Regions from separate parts of the Mus musculus genome. Here region 1 is linked to region 2. A link is a contact called in public promoter capture Hi-C data. All regions are on one chromosome and are shown on one strand. Each heading gives the region's core, a stretch centred on a gene start, on an enhancer-like site or on the middle of the called end of the contact. The rest is flanking DNA. Distances are from core to core; before and after follow the strand shown. Region 1 has its middle 23 kb from the start of Gm40226. Region 2 has its middle 8.8 kb from the start of Rnf11.

Region 1 (4,710 bases), core at 347-2,846, 90 kb before region 2:
TGTTGCTTTCATATGCTTTAACCTTAGGCTCTGTTAAGCAAAGGGAATTGATACATGGTAAAAAAAAATTAAGAGATTAAAAAAAAACCCTTTGAGAAATCGTCTTTAAAAACCTTTAATCATTCACTGGCTATCTGGCTATGAACATAATCTTGGTCAATGTTATGTTATTATAATGAAATATCTGAGGTTGGGTAACACTCAGAAAGATTTATCCAGTTCAAATATTCAATTCTGTGACTTCTCATGGTGGTCTTGCTAAGCAGATCCCCCGGGGGCATTGTCACCGAACTAAGATTTTATATAACTGTAACCTTTGTTCTTGAATTTTCCCTAAAATGTTTTGAAAGATTTTTTTAAACTAAATTTGAATAATAGAAATATTTTATTGTCTATGACATTTTTAAAAATGTCTTGAAACTCTTTTTTTTCCTCTCTCTCTCTTCAAAAGTCTTCAAGTGCCAGGTATGGTGGTGCACATCTTTGATCCCAGCACTCAGGAGGCAGAGGCATGTGGATCTCTGTGAGTTCATGGCCAGCCTGGTCTATTGAATAAGTTCCAGGACAGCCAGGGATACAAAGAGAAACCTTGTCTCAAAAACAGAACAAAACAAAACAAAACAACAACAACAACAACAACAAAAGTCTTCAAGCAGCAGATTGTTCACAGGAAGAATATAGAAATATTTCAAATACATTAAAAAACAGTCTTCCTAAGAGCTGGAGAGACGGCTTAGCAGTTAAGAGCACTGCCTACTCTTCCAAAGGACCGGGGTTTGATCTCAGCATTCATATGGCAGCTCACAACGGTCTATAACTCCAGTTCCAGGGCAGCCAAGGAACACATATACATGCGGGTAAAGGACACACGCAAATAAGCCTTTCTAAAGTGAGAAAAATAGTAGACCATACTGAGGTGAGACGTGTCTCCCAAACAAGCAAAGGAAAAAGTTGGCCATGCTACCAGGGTAGTGAAGATTGATGGAAAGATGTCCATTCCCTTACAGTGCTGGTGTGAGCACATAAGATACACTCCTACAATAGCAGCTTGGTAAAACCTATCAAAATTACAAATGCACATACTATTATGTGTTATTTCATGTTAACAAAATTCCCACCTATACATGCAATTTACATTTTTTTTTTTTTTTAGAAATGACATGTAAAAGATTATTCAGAGTTTGTAGTGGCAAAATTTGGAGATGACTTGATCTCCATTAACTGGGAACTGTTAAGTTATCACCATTGAAATAACAGAATACAGTGGTCATATGATGAAATCACTAACACTGGCTGTGTAGAAAGGGAACTGAAATAGAAGGCAGACTCGCTGTTCACACATCTGAATCTGTTGAAAAATGAACCATCTCAATTAATAGCCATTTATATAAATAAAAAGTTCTCCCACCGCTTCCTGGGCCACTACATCTCCCACTCTGGTTTCTCAAAGGTTGAAGACCCGAGTTGGGTTGTCTAAGGTCACCGTGCACCCTGAAAATCCAATCGTGTGCTTTGGACGATCTCTGCAGAAGGTTCAGCCTGGTCCCTGGTTTCCCTCTGACCCAACTCTTTTTTAACACTGCTTCTCCAAGCCCTGGGTGTTCCAGGATACTGGGTCAGGGGTTAGTTTTGAAAATGTTGACTCAAGTCTAGGGCAGGCCCCCAGCAAAGCAGTCACTTGCGTGTGGTCACAGGATTTGTATAGCCCCAGACTGCCGCTTTCCTCTCAGCCTGTGGTCCTTTTCTCTGCACCCCGCCCCCGCCCGAATACCTTCTTTTGGGGGCCAAAAAATGTATACACTATATAAAAACACAGTAATGGATAAAGACCCTGAGGATTCCATGACTTCGCCACTTCTCTTATTACCCCAGCCAGATCTCCGCTTCGACCCCTGACCTATTTATTTAACTGGCTCTTTGGCATCCCCACTCAGATGCTTAATGTTTCAAAATCTATGTGTTAAAAAATTGGCCTCCAATTCAGCTTCAAACCAACTCCTCCAGGCAACTCCAGTTATTCGGATCTGGAGTTGCCCTCTCCTGGCTCCTTTAAAACAGCAACAATCGAATTCTCTTCCCTCACCCCCAGCTGAGAACCCAGGAGTTCCGTGGTCCCTGAGGCCAGTGCCTCGGCAATTGAAGTAGTCCCACAGCGGCTGTCCTCCATGGGTGGCAGCCAGACAACCAACAGCTGCTTTTTCCACAAGGCTGGTGCCTCCGCAGTTCCAACCTGGTGCCAAAAGGCCGAGTGAGCGGTTCCTGGAGAGCTGCTGGTGCTAGTCTTTCATGATGAGAGTTTGGAAAAGCTGGTTCTGGCATCAGGGAAGGCAACTGCAGCAGCAGGACAAGAGAGGAGACCAAGGAGCAAAGGCGCCGTGCCTTTTTATCCTTGGCGCTACTGGAAGATGCTGCCTAGGGTGGGTCTTTACACATCCATCAAGGAGATCAACACATTTCCTCAAGTGAGGCTCCCAGCTTAGGCAATTATAACTTCTGGCAAATTGGCATTAAAATCAACTGTACTAAAAACTGGCTCCCAAAAGTTGTTCTCTGACCTCTGAGTGGGCACATTAATGGTAAAATGCTTATTGTTTATTTTTAAATATATAATTTACTTTTACTTTATGTTCATTGGTGTTTTGCCTGCCTGTGTGTCTGTGTCAGAAGCCCTGGAACTGGAGTTGCAGATAGTTGTGAGTCCCCACATGGATGCTGGGAAATGAGCCCCTCCTCTGGAATAGCAACCAGAGGCTCATCACATCTGGGTGTGCTGGTAACTAGTGCTGCTGAAGCGTTATAATTCATTGGGATCTCCATGATGACATTATAATTTGTTTTTATTAGGGGTATCAGATTCCCTGGAACTGGAGTTACAAAAGGCTCTCATTTGGGTCCTCTGGAAGAGCAGCCGGTACTTCCAACTGTAACTTTAATTTTCCCAAAACCTATTTTTAATGATGGTTCTTAAACGCTTTAACCTCCGTTGAGGCTCACCTCCCACCAGAGGTAGTGGGAAAGAAAGGATACAGGGGAAGTGGATCTGTTTAGAAAGGTTCTTTGGAACAACTTCCTCCGACTGTGTTGTCTGGAAATCCACAGTTTAGTTCACAAGTTAGCAGCAGCAGCAGCTTTATCCACTCAAACATGTCACAGATGCACCAGCAGTCCAGTTTGGTTCAGTAGAGTTGGGAGAACAAACACAAATCAGCAGCAGTGGCACTACCTAGCAGAGACAGCCAGGCCTCAGCCTCAGCACAAGTCAGCAGGATGGACCAGGAGGAATGCCAGGAGAAGTCCTCAGTTGTGCCTCAGCAAAGATCAGCGGATAAGCAAAACCAACAGGCGTTGCACAGCTAGCTCTGTAAGCAAGCCTAGCTCTGCCTCCATCACTGTCCACTGAGTCCTTTTTATACTCTCACCAAACATCATGTGTCCTCCGAGTCTCGCCTCAGCATGTGCGTCTGTCTCAGCTGACATCACTCTGCCCACCAGCCTGAGTCTAAGAAAGTGGCAAGAAACTGCAGCCCACCACCAGAAGTGTTTTGGTTTGTTTCTCTCTATGGAGTCCCAACAAATGCAGCTCAACTACACAAGGTAAGGCAGACCAATACATGAGTGTCATTAGAAAAGAATCCTTCATCACGTGTCCTTTCAGGCACTTGCTTTAGCAGGACATCCTCTCTCCTGTGTCTGCTTCAGCAAAATATTACTTCACGAGTTTGCCTTAGCCTTTCACCTGTGTCCAATTTCAGCTAAATGTTCCTTCACATGTTTACCCCAGCAAAACATCATCCAAACTCACTTTCCAAAGAACCCTTCAGTTTCCACTTCACCTACTTCAGTGGTTACTGAGTCATCTGTCCAGCCTGGCAGTCTAATCTTAATATTACTTTTTTACTTGCTGAAATGCTTCAGTAAAGTGACCTTTCTCTTCATCTACTATTTGGTCATCCAATGGTTCAGTGTGTACAGGAATTACACTATAAATTCTTGGTCTTCCAAAGCAATGCAAACATCTCCTATTACCAAAAAAATAAGCAATGTTTTATCATTGCCAATTCATGGATTTTGATAGTGTGAGATTTTTGTGGTTATATACCTCACTGAAGCTTAGTTTATCAGGTCTGAGAAACTGAGATCCGTGTTACATTTTATTCAAGTCTATGTCCCTTTAACTCTAGAACACATTGCTAGCTTCCTTGCTAAATAGACTAGCAGGATGGTCCAAAAGCCCTGGTTTTTTTTGGAAGCAAATGTTAGTTCAAGACACAGTAAAGGAAAAAGGCCAAGTAACATATAAAGGCAGACCTATCAGAATTACACCGAATTTCTCAACAGAAAAGCCTGAAGATTCTGAACAAATGTTATGCAGACCCTAAGAGACCACAGATGTCAGCCCAGACTACTATATCCAACAAAACTCTCAATCACCATAGATGGAGAAACCAAGATATTCTGTGACAAAACCAAATTTAAACAATATCTTTCTACTAATCCAGCCCTACAGAGGATACTAGAAGGAAAACTCCTATACAAGGAGGGTAACTACACCCAAGAAAATACAAGAAACTAATCACCTCACAACAGACCCAAAAGAAGACAACCATACACACACAATACCACCTCCAATAACAAAAATAACAGGAAGGAACAATCTTTGGTCTTTAATATCTCTCAACATCAATGAACTCAATTCCTCAATAAAAAGAC
Region 2 (4,484 bases), core at 1,558-4,057:
TGACAGGGTTTTATGACGTAGCCATTGGCCATCCTGGAACTTGCTATGTAGACCAGGTTGGCCTCTAACTCAAGAGATCCACCTGCCTCTCCCTGGCAGGTGCTGGGATTAAACACCCAGCTTTTAGTTACATTTTAACTTGTTTCTTGTGTTAGTATGTGTGGGCACACACATGGCAGGGCACATGTGTGTGAAGGTCTGAGGATGATTTGTAGGTCACCCCCCCTGTCTTGGGGATCAAGCTCAGGTTATCAGGCTAGACAGCAAGGACCTTTTAACTGATGAGCCATCTCACAAGCTCAAACGTTAAAAGAAGAAAAGTCTGGGCGATGGTGGTGCACGCCTTTAATCCCAGAACTAGAAAGGCAGAGACAGATGGATCTCTGAGTTCAAGGCCAGCCTGGTCTACAGAGTGAGTTCCAGGACCTCCATGACTACACAGAGAAACCCTCACTTGAAAAAACAAACACAGAAAGATAACCCCCTCGTTTAGGAGAACTTTCCAAGCATGATCAAAGAGGTGGGGAGAGCATGGTGTGTTTTAGACATTCTGAATTTGGGTTCTCTTAAAGCCTCAACTAACCTTAAACTCCTTACATAACCCAGGATGATGTAAGTCCCTTATCTTCCTGCTTCTAACTCACAAGTTCCCAGGTCCCAACCCAAGACCAAAGCTGTTAATTCTAAGAGTTATGGCCCCAAAGCTTCCTCTCCACGCTCCCTGTTCTGAATAGAATTTACTACATCTATCTGGGGTGTGTGTGTGTGTGTGTGTGTGTGTGTGTGTGTGTGTGTGTGTGTGAGTTGTGTGTCTCAGTCCATTTGTGGAGGTCAGAGAAAAACATGTCCTCCCTTCATTTAACCATGATAATAGGATAAGGAAGACAGCTCACGGACTGTCCTGTGTGTGTGTCCCAATACCAAAAGTATTCTCTTTCAACAATACAAGTAAGACTAGAAAATGGGCTATGTATGGTAAATATCAGTCATATCTTTTCATATGGTTCAGTGAGGACAACATTTTGAATCTGACTCTAGTATTGCTGGAGTAAAGACTTCTGTGGCAACTAAGGGGCTATACTCTTTGCATTGGACCCCAACACACTAGTGATTGGCTTGCCCCATTACCCACAGTAAGACCCCTGGCATATTCTGCAGTGCCTTTGTGGAAATAGAACAGTGTGCACCACAAGGGAAGAGTCTGCCCTCTGGGCAATTTCAGGAACTTGGAAAATAACTTCTGAATTGCAGTCACCTCTTGTTGCCCCAGCCGGGCACCTTTACAACACATATAAACTGTGCAGCTCAATGTGCTGGCCAGGCCTCATCATTACTGCTCCATTAATAAATGCAGAACAGGCAGAGAGGCAATTTTTCCATTTCTTCTTCCCACATCCTGCCTTTCTAATGTGTTTCGTTACTTACTGTTCAAACACTAAGCAATTCATTCTGCATCTTAAGCCTACTTCTCTGAAAGCTTCGAGGACTTCCTATCTCGGAATACAGAGCCCCACTTGGCAGGGACAAGTTTGACAAACACAACATTCTGTCTATACCTTCATTATGCTTTTTAATCATTTTGTCACTGCATGACTCACTTGATACCATAATCCTTGGGGAAGGAGGTCACATCTCTAACATTCTGCTCTCATGTTCCATTCATATGTATTTTAAAACAATGTCTATAGTTCACACAATTGTAGATACAATTGTCAAAGCTGAAGACACAGTTGTGAAGACACGGAAGTGAACAAGTCAAAGCCCTTGCCCAATTAAATTGTAGAGTTGTGGAGCCCAGTGCCGTTGGATACACTCTTACACCTAAGGCCCAGGAACATTCTAGAAGAGTGGTTGGAAAGAGTCAGAGGATCAGAGAATTTGCTGTGAGTCTGTTTCTCCTAGGAATGTCCGAAGAAGCTACACCAATAAAGTCTCACCAACATGACTGCTTAAACCTGAGCTAAACCAGGACAATAGTAAACATGCCAAAGTGGGGTGGTGTGGCGCATGAGGCCTCAACCCTACACAAAGAACTAAACAGGCAACTAAAGAATGCTAACAGTGAGAGAAATAGTCTTCCCTCCCGGGGAAGAGCACACCAACTGGATATCCGGTACCAAGTGGTCAGCCCTGAAAACATACACAGGAGTAACATATACGGACTGAGCAGGCTATATTTAGATATACATGTGTATATACATATATGCATGTAACAGCAATTAATGAAAATATCGACCATGGATTAGGAAGACAGCAAGGAGGGAATATAAGGTAAGGTTTGAAGGTTTCGATATGGGGGTCCACATTCCTTTGTTGGTGGTGCTGCACCTTAAGCACACCAGGCAAGTGTCCTACCAAGCCCCACCACAGTCTTCTCTCTAAGTGTTTCTGAGGAGATCACTAGAGTTTGCAAAGCTTCCTCTCAACTCTTCTCTGAATTTTCTTGGGATTTGTTTGTCTTCTTCTGCCGTTTGCTTTTCTCTTTTCCTGTCGGCAGCTGTGCTCCTGTTCCGTTCAACTCCTGGGCCAGTTGCTAAGAAACCTCTTCCGGGGGCACAGCATCGCCCTCATCCACACCCAGGTGAAACTGTTGGCCAGAGCCAGCCCAGCGTTCCTGATAGTGCTACCTCCTTACCCTTGGTGAGTCCTCTGTAGTCCCAGATGACCCTCTTGAGTGTCTTATTCCACATGCCAAGCATGCATACCTTGGTGACATCACCCTAACCACAAACAAGTTCCTGGTATAGTCATAGATGTCACAATGTTTTCAGAATTGCATCAGTGCCTTCTCAGCATCCTCCTCCATTGCAGCAATAGCCTGGGCAAAGGTCCTACTTGAGCCACAGGCCTTTTTAAATGCTACCATAACTCCTTAGAGCAAAGAGGTAAGTTGGATGGAGAAAAGGCAGTTTGGTACTGGTATGAACATCACTCATAAGAATTTATTAGAACTTTCTCAACAATAAGCAAAACGTGTGTGTGTGTGTGTGTGTGTGTGTGTGTGTGTGAGAGAGAGAGAGAGAGAGAGAGAGAGAGAGAGAGATACAGAGATACAGAGATAGAGACAGAGACAGAGACAGAGACAGATTTTATTTGAACCTGGGATCTCATACATGCTAACCAAATAGCTATATTTCCAGCTCCCTTGTTTAGGCAGGATCTTGTGTAGCCCATGCTGGGTTGTAGCTGGTTGTGTAGCCCATGAGAATGACTCCTTGTAGTCCTGTCTCCACTGCCCAAGGTATATAACACTTTAAGAGGCTTGGTTTTTGTTGTTGTTTTTGTTTTTTGTTTTAAGTCAGGGAAGCAGAGTGTACTGAGGTAGATAAGCTAGAGAAAGCCACAGGGAACTGACCTGGAAGGGAATCACCCCAGACTGATTTCTTATTTGAGACAGGCTTTCAATTCTTTGGCCTCTAATTCACTCTCATAGTATAGGCAGGGCGTTAACTTGTGATCCCCCTGCCTCAGCTATTGCACAGCTAGAATCACATGGCTGCTCCAACAGGCCCTACTAATAAGCCAGCTCAAAACATGTGTATTCCTAACAATGATCCTCCTCATTAGCATAGCAATTCAGGAGAGCATCTCAGAACTGGGTCAAGATTTCTTGTGGCTCCTGATGCACACGGGCATCTTGTACTTATTGATATGCTTGGAGAGCCCGGGGTTTTCTCTAATCAGATCTCAAAGACTTTCAAATTGTAGCTGCGACATGGCTCCTGAGCAAGGCTGCCATCCCAAGCTTAAAAGCCTAAGACTCAGCGCAGACTACTGTCTGTTTCCAGAATGGGAACCCTTCCCCACACTGAACATGTGCTCTGGCAGGTGATTTGCTTCCTCAGTCAGCTCCTGTGGAGCTACCCCAAAAACGCCCCTGCGGTCTTCACACCAGCCAAAGACCCACCTTTTGTTTTCTCTTTTGCTAGTTTGTTTTTGTCCTTGTTTGGCTTTTGAGGGAACAAGATCTCACACTGTATCCTGGGGTAGCCTAGAACTTACTATGTGGCCCAGGCTAACTCTCATATGTCTTTTGCCTCAGCCTTTGAGTACTAAGATTGTAGGTGTGAATCATTAACACTTCACTTGGGTGGTTTTGTTTTGAGACAGGGTCTCATTGTAGCCCAGAAAAGCCTCAAATTCACTCTGTGACTGGGAATGACCTTGCCGCCTCCCGTGCCCCATACCTGGCACCTGTTTTTCAAGGCATGTTTCCAACTCCTGAGCTCCAGTGAGCCCCTCTCCTTGGCTTCCTGAGGTGGGGGAACTATAGGTGCTATGGCCTTGTCCAATTTGAATGATTCTGCCATTCTCTGTTGTTGCCCATCTTCCTCCCGTTTCTTGGCAGTACTAGGGATGGAACTTGGGACCTTGTGCATGCTGGGCAAGTGATTTGTCACTGACCTACTTTCCTAGCAAAAAAATAATGACTGATGAATCTTCTCAACTACCTAGAGATAGCTATGAATTCAATATTAAAGCCA

Evidence for each region. Capture Hi-C pulls out chosen DNA fragments and counts their contacts.
Region 1: a contact with region 2 is called in a promoter capture Hi-C map of adipose tissue. The contact joins two enhancer-like sites. A contact is called at or near these places in 1 of 15 datasets of contacts at CTCF or cohesin (the NIH/3T3 cell line), 3 of 484 Hi-C or Micro-C datasets (the 3T3-L1 cell line, bone marrow-derived macrophages and myeloid progenitors), 4 of 115 datasets of contacts at active chromatin or transcription factors (the SCID.adh cell line, embryonic stem cells and forebrain) and 2 of 9 other capture datasets (adipose tissue and liver).

What each region holds. Positions count from the first base shown.
Region 1 is chr4:109,571,972-109,576,681 of GRCm38.p6, reverse strand. No RefSeq gene overlaps it. Among named protein-coding and RNA genes, the nearest start is that of Gm40226, 23 kb to the right of the region's middle. Within about 2 kb of position 1,596, at least 10 of the 459 cell types and tissues checked have an H3K27ac peak or open chromatin away from gene starts, as enhancers often do. A contact at or near this core is called in adipose tissue, where this site is marked.
Region 2 is chr4:109,483,049-109,487,532 of GRCm38.p6, reverse strand. No RefSeq gene overlaps it. Among named protein-coding and RNA genes, the nearest start is that of Rnf11, 8.8 kb to the right of the region's middle. Within about 2 kb of position 2,807, at least 70 of the 459 cell types and tissues checked have an H3K27ac peak or open chromatin away from gene starts, as enhancers often do. A contact at or near this core is called in adipose tissue, where this site is marked.